Linked DNA regions of Mus musculus: region 2 is linked to region 1. A link is a contact called in public Hi-C data. All regions are on one chromosome and are shown on one strand. Each heading gives the region's core, a stretch centred on a gene start, on an enhancer-like site or on the middle of the called end of the contact. The rest is flanking DNA. Distances are from core to core; before and after follow the strand shown. Region 1 overlaps Col23a1 (collagen, type XXIII, alpha 1). Region 2 overlaps Col23a1 (collagen, type XXIII, alpha 1).

Evidence for each region. A called contact is a pair of places that touch in the nucleus more often than the background predicts.
Region 2: a contact with region 1 is called in a Hi-C map of morula, with 2.0 times the contacts expected there. The contact joins two enhancer-like sites. A contact is called at or near these places in 17 of 484 Hi-C or Micro-C datasets (the G1E-ER4 cell line, the MNK3 cell line, cerebral cortex and 7 more), 1 of 115 datasets of contacts at active chromatin or transcription factors (embryonic stem cells) and 1 of 9 other capture datasets (embryonic stem cells).

The regions. Positions count from the first base shown.
Region 1 is chr11:51,386,964-51,393,985 of GRCm38.p6, forward strand. The region is part of intron 2 of Col23a1 (collagen, type XXIII, alpha 1); the gene reads left to right. Among named protein-coding and RNA genes, the nearest start is that of Col23a1, 100 kb to the left of the region's middle. Within about 2 kb of position 3,483, at least 41 of the 459 cell types and tissues checked have an H3K27ac peak or open chromatin away from gene starts, as enhancers often do.
Region 2 is chr11:51,530,442-51,537,711 of GRCm38.p6, forward strand. The region is part of intron 5 of Col23a1 (collagen, type XXIII, alpha 1); the gene reads left to right. Among named protein-coding and RNA genes, the nearest start is that of Phykpl, 51 kb to the right of the region's middle. Within about 2 kb of position 2,915, at least 9 of the 459 cell types and tissues checked have an H3K27ac peak or open chromatin away from gene starts, as enhancers often do.

The DNA of each region.
Region 1 (7,022 bases), core at 2,233-4,732:
TCTCAAGTCTAATGATATCCTCAGATCCCGACTCAATGCAGCCCTTCACCTGTGTCAGCACTGTTCGTTAGCAGTAAACAGTGTGAGCCTCAGGCAGAAGATGGACTGCTGCCCCGGAGCTCCTATGTGATCTCAGACAAGTCACAGTACTCCTCTGAGCTCCACTGTCTCCTCTGCAGAGCCCTGCTGCAGGTATGGTTAGGAGGCTGAGGTCACACAGAGGATCAAACACAGCTTCTAGACCCCTTTCGTTTGGCTTATGCTGTTTTAAAGTGGTTGAAACATCAACAGCTTAGGCAATGTCCCTGCAAAAGACAGCTGTCAGGGCTGGGAAGATGGCTCAGTCAGGAAAGTGCTGGCCCGAGTTTGATCCCCAGAACCCACATTTTAAGAAGCTGTGTATAGTTATGTGTGCTTATGATCACAGTGTTGGGGAGGTGGAGACAGGTGGATTCCTTGGAGGCTTAGATGCTGCCTGAAGAATGACAGACAAGGTTGACCTCTGGTTTCCACGTGTGTAGGCGGGCATACATGAACACCTGCACATGCATACATATATCACGCACACCAAGAAAAGAAATCCAGCTATCTGTGGTTTTTAAGGTTGAACTAGAATGTTCTAGAAGCCCAGGATGCTGCCATCTCTAAAGCCACAGCACTCATGGGTACCCAACAACAGTAGCTGAAGAATAGTGATGTGTTTGTAATCATGTATGTCAGCAGTAGGTGCCTGCCTTGTCTAACTAGAGCACATGACGGAAGCTTGTGGTGGATTCTCACCTACTGGTCTATAAGGGACATAAATTAAGTGTCTCTGTGCAGTGGTGTGCGGTGGCATATATTGAGCCTTGAACAAGGAAAGAAAGTTCCACACCTGTTCCAAAGATGAACCTGAGGACATTGTGCTGAAGAAATAAGTCATGGGAAGACAAATGTCACATGACTTCACTTATAGGCAGCAAACAGGGAAGACCGAAAAGAGGGTATGAGCGGTTGGAGGCTGGGGGAGAGAGGGTGGGAGATCTGTGTTTGATGGGGACAGTGTAGCCTGTGGGAGGATGAGATGGTTCTGAGGATGGTGGTGGTGGTGGTAGCTCAATTATGCAAATGTTGAGATGCTCACTTAAACATGGTAAAGATGGGGACAGGCAGGATGTCTCAATGGTAAAGGCTTGCCATACAAGCCCAAAGACCTGAGTTCAGTTCTTCTGACCCTCTAAAGGTGGGCAGGGAAAACCAATCCTCTGAGTTGTCCTCTACACGTGCTGTGCACACAAGTGTACACACACATACACACACACACATGCTAATAGTACTTAATTGATTTAAAATGTTTTAATGAGTGAAGATGGTTAAAGGATATATTGATCTAGAACTATAATCCTAGCTCTAGGAGATAAGGCAAGAGAATGGCAAGAAGCCAGATTGGGCTACATAGTACATTTAAAACTAGTGCAGAGAATGAAACACTGCCAAGAAGAAGAAGAGGAAGAGAAGGAGGAGGAGGTAGAGGATGAAGAGGAGGAGGAGGAAGGAAGGAAAGAAGAAAGAAAGGAAGGAAGGGGAAGGAAAGAAGGAAGGAAGGAAGGAAGGAAGGAAGGAAGGAAGGAAGGGAGGGAGGGAGGGAGGGAGGGAGGGAGGGAGGGAGGGAGGGAGGGAGGGAGGGAGGGAGGGGGAGAGAGAAAGAAAGAAAGAAAGAAAGAAAGAAAGAAAGAAAGAAAGAAAGAAAGAAAGAAAGAAAGAGAGAGAGTGAAAGAAACGGAAGGAAGGAAGGAAGGAAGGAAGGAAGGAAGGAAGGAAGGAAGGAGATCCTATACTTAATTAAGTCACTAAAGTTTTAAAAGTGGCAGAGCTGGGGCCCTGGCTGCCAGTTGGCACCTACAGACTGGCATGGTGACCAAGAGTTCTCCTTCTTAGCACATGCCCTAGCCACACTAGTGGTCAGGAGGCTGCAGCAGAAGCCCTCACTTGGGGTCTCAGCCGCCCCCCCCCCCCAGGCCAGTGTGGAAGAGGGCGGAGCCTCCAGGAATTTATGCTCCACAACAGACCTAGCGGACCAAAGAGCCGGTACCTGCACAGTGTCTGTGCTTCGGAGGAAAGGCCAGATGTTTGAGCTCTTGTATGTTTATAAACGAAACGTCTGCTACATCCAGACCCCTGTGTTTACACTATGGCTGGGAGGGGGGCTAGCCAATGGGGGCTAGCACACATTAGAAGGCATCCCTGGGGATGTGGCTCCTTGGCACTCAATCACTTGCCTCTTGGCTCTGTGACCTTCTGTGAGACAATGCACTTCTACCTCAGTTCCCTCACTATAAAACAAATGCAGTTACACTAGCCACCGCCAAGAGTCATAGGTCAATGGATGTTTATAAAGCATGCTCAGAATCGGGCCTGGTATTCAGTCGATGCTCAATTCATGCATTATTCTTATTCCTGCTTTGTCCCCTTCTAGATCCCAGCAAACGCCCCCTCCACGCTCAGCCCCCATTCCACCAAGGGAACCTCGTAGCAGCCACTGGAGCAAAAGAAAGCTTCTTTGCATATCTCTGGTGTTAAGTAGAACATGGGCACTTACGATACAGGGATGTCCTTGGATGATCTTGTAATAACAAAAAGTAACCCTTATGTTACTTTGGTGGTCCTTGGCCTGTAGTAAAAACCTCCTCCTAACGCCAAGACTTTTGGCTTCTGAAATAACCTCCAGACCAAAATGGAGAAGCCTGTCGGTGCTACAGAAGTTCAGTTACACTTAATACATGTATGTATATTTCCTTTTATTTAGCTGTGCAATGAGGCATGAAACTGCACCTAACCATCCACTTACTTGGCCCTTTGAACATCAGCCTGCACGGCACTGGGACGAGGTGCGCGGTGCCAGCCTGCAGCTGTTTCTGCTTTGGTTATTATTGCAAATACCCAGGGAAGGCTGCCTTTCGGTTTCTCTCCTCCCGGCTCTGCGGGCCGTCTGTGCTCACTAATTTTCACACCAATTTCCACTCTGGCTCTGGTTCTGAGGGAGCCACAGGCCCTTTTGCAGAGGGAAACCTCTGGGCGATCTGACTTGGGCGGTGCTCTGTCTGTACAGCCCTCTCACTGTTTGAAGGGGTCTGGTTCATGATTTGTACTGAAATTTGTTAAATCCTGGAAGGTTTTGATTTGGTTCCCCCCTTCTGTGTGTGCTGTGTCTTGTTTTTGTTGTTTCGGTAATGCAGAGTCCAAATTGAGTTAAAGAAGTTTTTCCGACTCCACGTTTGGCTGTGTTTCACGTTTTCATCAGCTGTTACGGATCGGGAATATTAAATAGCACAACAATAGTAATTTGGGGATTTCAGAGCTCAATGGGGGTGATTTATAGAAACCTGAAGCTCTTACCATAATATTTTGTTAAATCTGTTTCCTCTTATTTTGCCTGATTTAATACAGACTCTTCCTTTCGGTTCTCCGTCCCTTTGAATGGCTGAAAGAAGTTAAATGCATGCAGGTCTATCCCGCCTCCAATATGGAGATAAAAGGGGCCAATATGAAAGTTTCTTATAAGTTATAGCAATGGCAGGAACATGCCGGGTTTTCATAGCTGACCAGAGTCACTGCCTCAGCTGGTTTTGTTTAAAAAGCTGGGTTGGAGATTGAGTCTGATTGCTGGAGGGAAAGAAAAAAAGAAAAGCAAAGGGGGGGACAAAAGCCTGCCTTCACTCTCAGAGAATCCATGTCATGTGTAAAATGGTGGTCGTAAAAGGAGGGAAGTGACTTGGAAATGTCTGCCATGCCTGGCACCCAGGGAATGTGCGAGTTGATTCTTGCCTGCATTCCCTCCAGGAGTTTACAAGTTCCCACTGTGTGCTGGGAGCCAATCTAGTCTCTAACTTGCTCACTCATTCAAACCAGCCCTGGGTCCCATCCTTAGTACTCCATACAAGGGGTGTCATGGGAGCCTGGATTCCAACAGTGAGGAGGATCAGGAGTCTGAGAGAGACAGAGAGACAGAGAGAGAGAGAGAGAGAGAGAGAGAGAGAGACAGAGACAGAGACAGAGACAGAGACAGAGACAGAGACACACACGGAAGCTTCAGGCAGGTCCTTTAGGAACCAACCCTCATCCCTCCCCTCCCATTTACCCTCTCCTCTCCTCTCCCCTTCCTCTTACCGCTCCCCTTCTCTGATACTTACCATCTGTTCACTCTTGAGCTTGCTTAGAACTCCCTGTATCTTCTCAAACTTGCACCCCTATTATTTTGGATGTAAGGGAAAAAAAGAAATCCCAGCCACATCCTGGGTGCCGAGGGACCCCTGCCACCTATCGCCACTCCAGCTTCCTGAGAGGTTAATTCAGTTATGGTTCTTGGGTTATAGGGTAGAGGGAAACTGAGGCTCAGACAGGCCAGGCAAAACCCAAGGTTGCAGAAGAGACGGCACCTCTATATGCAGCATACTGTTGCCAGAGACCTGTGTTGCCTACCCTGGCACCTCCAAAGTCAAGAAATCCATCAAAATGCCCTCAAAGCATCCCATGCTGCTCGGGCTGTTATGGCTGATTTGATGGCTTTAGAGAGCAGAGCCCTCCACCAGGACACTGACTAACATCCTTGTGTGGAAGTGTCTCAAGTTGCAGACTGAGCCCAGGAAAAGCAGCTAGCATCTTGAAGTCTATTACTCAGCCTTTGCTTCTGCTGATGGAGGCAGACAAAACAGGTTGAGCAGATGGCCCAGGCCTTAGGCATCAGGTCCAGGGAAGTAAGCCACTCAACACAAGGCAAATGAGAATGCAGCTCTGGGTCTCAGCCAGTTCCCATCTCTGCACAGTCTCTCGAGGCCCGAGTCCTACTGCCAAAACTGTGAAGTGGCTTGTTTTGTTCAACAACGTGTGTTGGAGAGCCGCTTTCTTAAAGGTGCAACTGGCAGGTTCCCATGGGAATTTTTCTTATTTATTTCCTTAACTCAGGGGGAAAAAAAAAAAACAGCCATGATTGTGTCATGAATTAAAATACCCCATGTGTAGACTGTGGTGAGATGGGGAGAGTGAGATGGGGGTGGACAGAGAAGATTTTGTGAGACCCTCCCCTACCGAGTCCACCCAGCAGGGACACTGACAGAAACCTCAGAGCAGCAGGCATGTTCTTTCTTTCCATGCTCACAGGGCCTGGTGGCTATGACTGTTTAGCAAGCATGGAGAGCAATGTAAAAGCCCTGGTGCAGGGTCATAGTGAGAAGAGGAGAGGACATGGGCTCCAGGGACGTCTGTTTTCACTGGAAACAAAAGGCACTAGATAGGAAGGGGTAGGTATTTGTTAGCACAGATGCTAAACTGTTGTGGAAGCTTCTGGTTGGCTGTGATTTGCCTCTGAAATGCCCCCATTGGCTCATACGTTTGGAACTTTTGGGCCAAACCTGGTGCTGCTGTTTTAGAAGGTTCTGGACCTTTAGTAAGTAAAGATTCTCTAGAGAAAGCCAATCACTGCAGGGTGGGCCTTGAGATCTAAAAGCTTGGCCAGATTTCGTGTCTGCTTTCTGCTTCCCAGCTGTGGATACAATGTGACCAGCCCTTCACTCTGCTGGCATGGCACTTTCCCTGAGGTGATGAACTGTATCCCTTCAAACCCTGAGCCAGAAGTAAAACCCTTTTTCCTTTAAGTGGCTCCCTGCCAAGTGTTTAGTCACATTAAGAAAAGTAACTAATGTTTGGTTCTCAGCAGAGTGATTTTTTAAAGATAATTTATCTTAATTTTTGTTCTGATGCTGGGGACTCAAACCAGTACCTCCTATACAACGTTACCACTCTACTAACTGAACTATCTATAAGCCCAGCAGTGTGAACCTTACATTTGTTTTGTTCTTTTGAAGAATACTGGCCATATCCCAGGGACATTTTTTTTTTCCTTTCCCACAGCCTCTTTTGGTTTTCTTTTTTTTTTTTTTCTTTTTTTCTATTTTAAGAAAAAAATACCTTTTTAAAACAACAACAACAATAACTATGTGTCTCTGGGTAGGTATGTACATGTGACTGCAGTGCCCATAGAGGCCAGAGAGGGGTATTGTGTCTCCTGGATCTGCAGTTATGAGCCTCAATCAATTGTGAGCCACCTGATGTGAGAGCTAGGAGCTGAACTCAGGTCATCTGCAAGAGCAGCAAGCACCCTTAACTACAGAGTGGTCTTTGAGCCACCCACAAGCCTCTTCTGATAGCCCAAAGTATGCATCCTAGCATAGATTGCTGGGCTATTAGGATTATCCTTTCCATGTGACAGAGAACTCAGTACGGTTTGGTGTGCCCTGGCACAGACTCTGTGTCCACCATGACTGTGGTCACAGGTCCACCCCTCAGACTGTCCAATATCTGGATGTCCTCACTGGGCCAGCTGAGTCCAACCTTTCCTGATTGAGTGGGTCCTACACTCACTCATCTGTGCACTCACTGGTGTGTGTGTGTGTGTGTGTGTGTGTGTGTGTGTTTCCTGACTGGTTATTGTCCCCTTAGGGTAAAGAATTACAGGCTGCTCTTTGCTTGGCCTGAGAAAGGTGCTTCTGTTTGGGGTCTACTGTGTGCTGTTTATACGACTGAATCTGGAGATTCTCGGCACAGCTCCACTCTCTGGGTTCACAGCCATCCTGGAGACTATTGGAAGAGAGCAGGCCAAAGCAGAAATAAACACACCGTGAATATAACCGCTGAGCTTGTCCTGGTAAATCCGAGTTAAATGCTTCTAAAAATATATTTCTGGAAAGGTAAAGTAAGGCCCACTCACAGCCCAAGACAGAAGCTATAAAGGAGAGAAAAACCACAGTTACAGCCCCATAAAGAGATCACAGTTGCCATTAAAGTGACGTTGAAGCCGCTTCTGGCCTCACAGTGGTTTATATACATGGGCAAGGCTCAGATAACACTGTCGGTATTGGATTTTGTTTTTGTTTCGACTCTTGCCATTTTGTAAATATTTCTCCGTGTCATTAAAGAAGGTAGAGGGAATCTTATTTAAAATTTATTTCAGCCTTTTTTTTCTTGTGGAAAAATATCTAAACATTTTA
Region 2 (7,270 bases), core at 1,665-4,164, 140 kb after region 1:
ACTGGGGTAGGAAGCCCCACCCCCAAGTGTCCCTAAACCTCAGGCTCCTTGCAGTCAGTGGAGATGTCAGAAGTCCTTTTCCTCAGGGACCGGGTTCCAGTGAATGGAGATGCACAGGGAGCACTGGGAACACCGGTGACATACCGGTCACAGCCAACCAATGTCATCTGAGGGGACCATCAGGGATTGTGGGGGTCAAATGTAGAATAGAGACAGATGTCTAGCTCCGAGCTTGGCCCACAGGGGGATCTATGAGTTCCGGGATGGGGGCAGGAATAAGGATGCACGTGACAGGAGCTCCAGAGTCCCTGTATCCTAATGTCTCTAGGAAGGAGATCAGTGAAGGCCCAGCAGGCCAACTGTCCCCACTTCCCGTTTGCAAGCCTTGAAACAGTTCCTCAGGTCACTGAGGTAAGCTGTGTCCAGTGAGGGGACAGATGGGGATTGTAGCCCTTGGTCGCCTTCTGCCAGCTGGTGTATGGACCTGTGTCTATCTTTCAGTACCTGAGCCATATGAGGAGGGGGGGTCCCTGCTGCGAGAGCGAAAGCAGTCCAAGCCAGGAAGAGGCTGGGCTGTGCAGGCTACTTGTCCCTGTAGGATCTGAGTTAAACTCTAATTTCTTGGCTTATGGGAAGCAAGCACTTCAGGCAGGCCCTCAGCCTACTGTCAGTTACCCATGGCTCCCATGGGGTCCGCACGACTGCCCGGTGCTATGCTTTATTCATATGTGTTGGAAGAGACCACTAACACGCAAGCTTCTTTATGACTATGAGCAATTACAGATTTACAGATAATTTTTGTGTGGTGCTGGGGAGTTGAACCCAGGGCTTCATGCATAATAGGTAACTGCTGTATCACTGAGCCACAGCCCAATCCCAACGTAGAGCTCATGTGTGCACACACATCTGCACAGGCACACTCACCCTGCATAGAGTAGAAGCCAGAGAGGGACAGATTTCAATTGTCTTCCCCTTTTAATTCTATCTGCCCCGCCACAACCATCACCACCAAAAAGAAAGAGAAAGAGGGAGGGAGGGAGGGAGGGAGGGAGGGAGGGAGGGAGGGAGGGAGGGAGGGAAAGAAGGAAGGAAAGAAGAAAGGAAGGAAGGAAGGAAGGAAGGAAGGAAGGAAGGAAAGGAAAGGAAAGGAAGAGAGAGAAAGAAAGAGGAGGAGGAGGAAGAGGGAGAGAAAGAGAGAGAAAGAGAAAGAGACAGGAAGAAAGAAACATATTTTTTGAAGCAGGGTCTCTCACTGAAACTAGAGCTCATCATTTTGGCTGGATTGTCCGGCCAGGAAACTCCAGGTATCTGTTTGTCCCTTCCCCCACCCTCTGGGCGCCCAGTGCTGACATTGTAAGTCCATGCCACCGTGTCTGGCTTTTACTTGGGTGCTGGAGACCCCAATTCAGGTCTTCATGCTTGCCCAGCAAGTACTTTGCCTACTGAGCCATCTTTGAAGCCTCCAAGATAAAACTTTCATGATGAGGATAGAGCTCAGTGGGTGGACTGCTCACATAGCATGCATACATCTTGGGGCCCCTCACACCCCACAAACCTGGAGCACTGGTCTACAGCTGTAATACCAACACTTGGGAAGTAGAGGCAGGAGGGTTCGGAGTTCAAAGTCATCTTTAGCTACATATTGAGGCTGAGGTCAGCCTGGGCTACATGAAACCCCATCTCAAAAACAAATAAAAAATGTTCTAAAGCAATGGCTCAGCAGTTAAGAGCACTTGTTCTTCTGGCGGCCCAGGTTTGGTTCCCCGTGTGTCCATGGTGGCTTGTGATCATGTAACGCCAGTTCCAGAGGCTCCATTCTCCACTTCTGACCTCCACGGGCATCAGGCACCCACACATACAAACACACAAAACTCTCATATACTTAAAATAAATGTCAAAAAATGATTTAGATACATAATTGTTTTTTAGAATGGAAGGAAGGACCAGAAAGATAGCTCAGTGGGTAAAGGCACTTTCCATGCAAACCTGACTCCTGGAATTCTATGTAAAAGGTGGAATGAGAGAGCCGACCCCACAAAGCTGGAGTACACACCATATACACACCGTGGTGTGCACGCCTGCACACATATACATATGGACAGTCACGATAGATAGATAGATAGATAGATAGATAGATAGATAGATAGATAGATAGATGATGGATGGATAGATAGATGATTGATAGATAGATAGATAGATAGATAGATAGATGATAGATGGATGGATAGATAGATGATAGATAGGTAGATAGGTAGGTAGATAGATAGATAGATAGGTGATAGATAGATGGATAGATAGATGATAGATAGATAGATAGATAGATAGATAGATAGATAGATAGATAGATAGAGATGATAGATGGATGGATAGATAGATGATAGATAGATAGATAGATAGATAGATAGATAGATAGATAGATAGATGATAGATGGATGGATAGATGATAGATAGATAGATAGATAGATAGATAGATAGATAGATAATAGATGGATAGATAGATAGATAATAGATGGATGGATGGATAGATAGATAGATAGATAGATGATAGATGGATGGATAGATAGATAGATGATAGATAGATAGATAGATAGATAGATAGATAGATAGATAGATAGATAGATAGGATGGTGTAATAAGAAATGTAATGAAGAAATAAATGAGGAAACCCTTCTAATCTGCTCAGCGTACAGCCAAGCATTTGGACAGAAACCCAGCGTTGAGACCGATCGGTTTTAGGAACAGCTGTTTCGCTGCTGCAGCTTAGTGTTGGTGTTTCTGTTTGAGGGAATCTTAGAAGCAGTGTTTACTTTGTTGGCAAACTCCAGGGTCGGGGTGGGGTAGGGGAGCGATTTTCTTTTTCCCATTGAACCAGGCTCTCAGCAGTTCCTAGGGGAAGAAAGAACAGGCAAGCTGGAGCGAAGGGCTGTGCTGGGATCCCCGGCCTGTGCTGTCTGCGTTCACTCCGCCTCTCCCTGCCCCCACACCCCTAGATGAAATGAAGTCCACATGTGCGGCCCATGGAGTGGCTAAGGGACAGGGGCAACAGGGGCCACCCACATCTGTGAGGCAGGTTATGTATGGACTCAAGGGGGTCAGAGCTGACGGGGCTCTGGGGTCACTGTCTCCATGCCCTTCCTGAACAGAGGCTGTCTGTCCTTCATGCCCCCAAGGGCTTGTTAATAGGACCTTACTGTTGCAATAAATGCATGGTCGTGTCTATTGTAAAACATTAGGAAAGTAGAAAAAGGCAACCAAAGGGGGAAAAGCAATCCTCCTCCTACCATCCACAGACAATAGCTCACTATTTTCATGTTCTTTTAACATTTTTATACGCAGCTTTGTTCGCATACTTCCACTATAAAAAAAAAAACCAAGCCTCTAGGAACACACTTCTCTCTCTCACTTGAAATATCATGAGACACTCCCACATCATTAAAAACTGTTACAAGATGTAATGGCTACATAGTATCTGATCACATGTATCATTTTATATAGCCAGTCTCTAAGTTATGCCATTTATATGGACAATTTTTCATCCTTACACTCAACATCCTGGGAGTAAGTAAAGGCTTATTTCTGTGATTATCTCCATACAATAAATGTCTATAAGTTGGATTGTTGCACCAAAGGGTTTGCACATGTTGAAGGCTTTTGATGTGCGTTGCCAAATTGCCCTCTGGGAGGCCGCTCTCATTTACATTCCCACCAACAGAGCACGAATGCGGCATGTTTCTCCAACTCTGTCCAACTGTGGGTATTATCATACTTTTAATTTATTTCAATATGATAAGTTTTAAATATATATCTATATGTATGTGTCTTGTTTCAATTTAGGGTGTATTTTCATTACAAGTTCTCTTTTTTGTTGCTTTTTGTTTTGTTTTTCAAGACAGGATTTCACTGTATAGCCCTGGCTGTCCTGAAACTCACACTGTAGACCAAATTAGTCTCGAACTCATAGAAGTCTTCCTGCCTCTACCTCCCTAATGTGGGAATTAAAGGCCTGGCTAGAAGTCTCAAGAAACCTGACCTGTTTGTTAAAGTTTGTGTTTGCCTGGCACCTAGTGGTGAAATTTGGAATTGCAAGTATAGAGTTTGGACCTGATTGGGGCAAAGAAACAAGTAATCATCTCGTACTCACTGATCAATCAGCAGAGAGGGTGTTCTGAGCACTGAACTTTGTGAATCAACAATGCAGGATGCAAAGGACCCACAGGCAAGGTATTTCAGAATTTAGGGGAATTGATCAGCTTGTATGTGTCAAAATGTTTCAGCATCTCATAAATAGGCTTGATATCATGCCTTGTGCTCCACACAGGGAAGGCACAAAGGCAAATCAGACCCGGTCACGGTCTTAAACAGCTGGGGATGGGAGAGAGAGACCATCTGGACACAGTGGAGTCGTCCTGAAAGTGTCTCACACATCCCTTTTTTCATCTTGAAGATGTGCCAAGCTTCTAAAGTGACAATGACTTGTCTGTCACTCAGGGCTTAATCTCATCTCCACTTCTCACCCTTTACACAAAAACACAAGACTAGGCCTTCTTTGCTTTTCTTCTTTAGACTTCTCACGTTCTTCACCCTCAGTGTGGAGCTTCCATGGCTCTCTGGCTTCCTACCTGCCTTTGGGAGGGCGTGTAAAGGGTCCTTGAATACAGGGAATGTACCAGGAAGATAACAAAGGAGGGTGCGGTGAGGGTGCTGGAGGGGGGTCCATAGGTCGGTCTGTGATTTGGAGCTAATATTCAAGAAGGACGGAATGACCTTTGAACTGAGACTTCTGTGACAAGATGCAGAGATCTGAGGGGCAGGTGAGTACTCTCCGCAGAGGAAAACAGATGAGGGTACAGGTCATGGAGTTTAGAGCAAGCTTCGTATGTCAAGAGCCATCTGAGGCAAGGATGGGAAGAAGGAGAAGGCAAGTGACAGAGATAGGGTGAAAGGAGGAAAGGTGTCGGGGGACTGGAGAGATAGTCCAGCAGTAATGGCTGCTTTTGCAAAGGACCTGGATTAAGTTCCCAGTATAAGACGGCTCACAACCCCCTATAACTCCAGTGTTAGGGCATCTTCTGGCTTCCATGGGCTCATAACATGGTGCACATAAACTCATACAGGTGCACACATGCACATAAGTAAAAAATAAATCTTAAAAAGGAGGAGGAGTGTGGTGATCGCATCCAGGGGCTACATGATGTAGGCCCTTGTAGACTGGCAGTGGGGAACAAAGATTCCCCAAGCCCCATGCTGCCCGAACCCTCACAGTGCACCCTCTAAGCCATCAGTATCCCCTGAAGCGACTTCTGGCCCACACACACGTGCATACAAATGAGAGTGAGAGATGGGGAGGGGAAGGCTTATGTAGCTCACAGTCCTGGAGGCTCAGAGTCTATGATTGGGGCAGAGCCTTGGTCCAGCTTCTCTTCCATGAGCTCTCAGCAGCAAGCATGGGGCCCGGCTCCCACCTCTATGGATCCTGCTGGGGCCCTGTTGTTCCTTGTTCTTTGCCATCTCTGTTCAACCTTACTCTGCTTAGAAATCAGCTCCATCTACACAGCATTTCCAAACCCTGCTCTGTTCTCTCAGACAGACCCCCTAGCTTCTGCTCTGTCCGTGTTCCCTGTGCACACAGTGGAGGTAGCACCTCCATCTTCCACGCCTATTGTGCAAGGGACGACATTCCATGCCGAGCAGGCACAGGCAGTATGCACAAAGGGAAAGACCAAGCCACACGGTGTGGCCCCGCGTGTTCAGAGTTAGTGAGCAGTGGGCTGGGAGAGGAGAGAGATGCAGCCCGGCCAGCTCCTGTACCTACCTTCCAGATGAGACTGGAGCTCTGCAAGTCCCTGAAGAGTTCTGGGCAGCTCTGTGTGGGTTGACCCTCTCTGAGCCAAAACTCTGAAATATCTCCAGTCAGAAGCCTGTGATGTCAACAGGGTACCACAAGTGGAAAAATCCCACATCCGACCTGTGACGGTCACAGCACAGGTGGAGGGGCTGGGGAGGTGGCGCAGTGGTCAAAGAGCTTGTCTCAAGAGCTTGGGAAGCAGAGTTCAGATTCCCAGAACTCTCGGAAATGCCAGCTGACTGCAGTAGGCCAGCTGCAACCCTAGCTTCAGAAGGTAGAGACAGAATTGCCAGGGCAGGCTGGCTATCCAGACCAGCCACAGTGGTGGGCCTTGCAGTTCCCTTAAGAGACTGCCTTGGTGAATGAAGGAAAAGAAGGACCTAGAATGATTGCTTCTCAGCATCAACCTTGGGCCTACACATACACATGCATGCATACACACACATACACGTGCATGCATATACACACACATGCATGCACACACATACACATGCACACACATACACATGCACACACATACACATGCATGTACCCACATACACATTCATATACACACATACACATGCATGCATGCACACATGCATGCACACATACACACATACACTTGCATGCACACAGATACATGCATGCACACATACAGATAGAGAGACAGAGACAGACAGAGAGATAACTTGTAACACCATGACACATATCTCTAATCCAGGTCCTTGGGAGGCTAAAGCAGGAAGATCACAAATTTGAGGGCAGCCTGGGCTACACAGAGAATCCCAGGCCAGCTTAGACTATGAGACTCTGTCTCAAAACACCAAAAATTAAATTATAAATATAAAATAAGATTACCTTTGAGCTCTATGTATAAAATATATATGAGCCCTGTGTGAATTTCATTTAGAATCAAGTCCTGTCTTAGTTATCTGATTATGTGCACACAAATGCTCCGTGTATCCCAGGCTGGCCTTGAATTTCCTGCATAGTAAAGATGACCTTGAATCCCTGGTCTCCCTGCCTCCTCCATCTTGCAAGTACTAGGATTACAGACATTTGCCACGGAGCCTGCCAGAGTGTGTGTGTGTGTGTGTGTGTGTGTGTGTGTGTGTGTGTGTTTATGGTGTGTGTGTGTTTATGTCTGTGTGTGTGTCTCTGTGTGTGTGTGTCTCTCTCTGTCTGTGTCTGTGTGTATGTGTGTGTGGTGTGTGTGTCTCTGTGTCTGTGTGTGTGGTGTGTGTGTCTCTGTGTCTGTGTGTGTCTGTGTGTGTGGTGTGGGTGTCTGTGTCTGTGTGTGGTGTAGGTGTCTGTGTGTGTGTGTAGGTGTGTGTGTGTCGGTGTCTGTTTGAGTGTGTGGTGTGTGTGTGTCTGTGTGTGTGGTGTGGGTGTCTGTGTCTGTGTGTGGTGTAGGTGTCTGTGTGTGTGTGTAGGTGTGTGTGT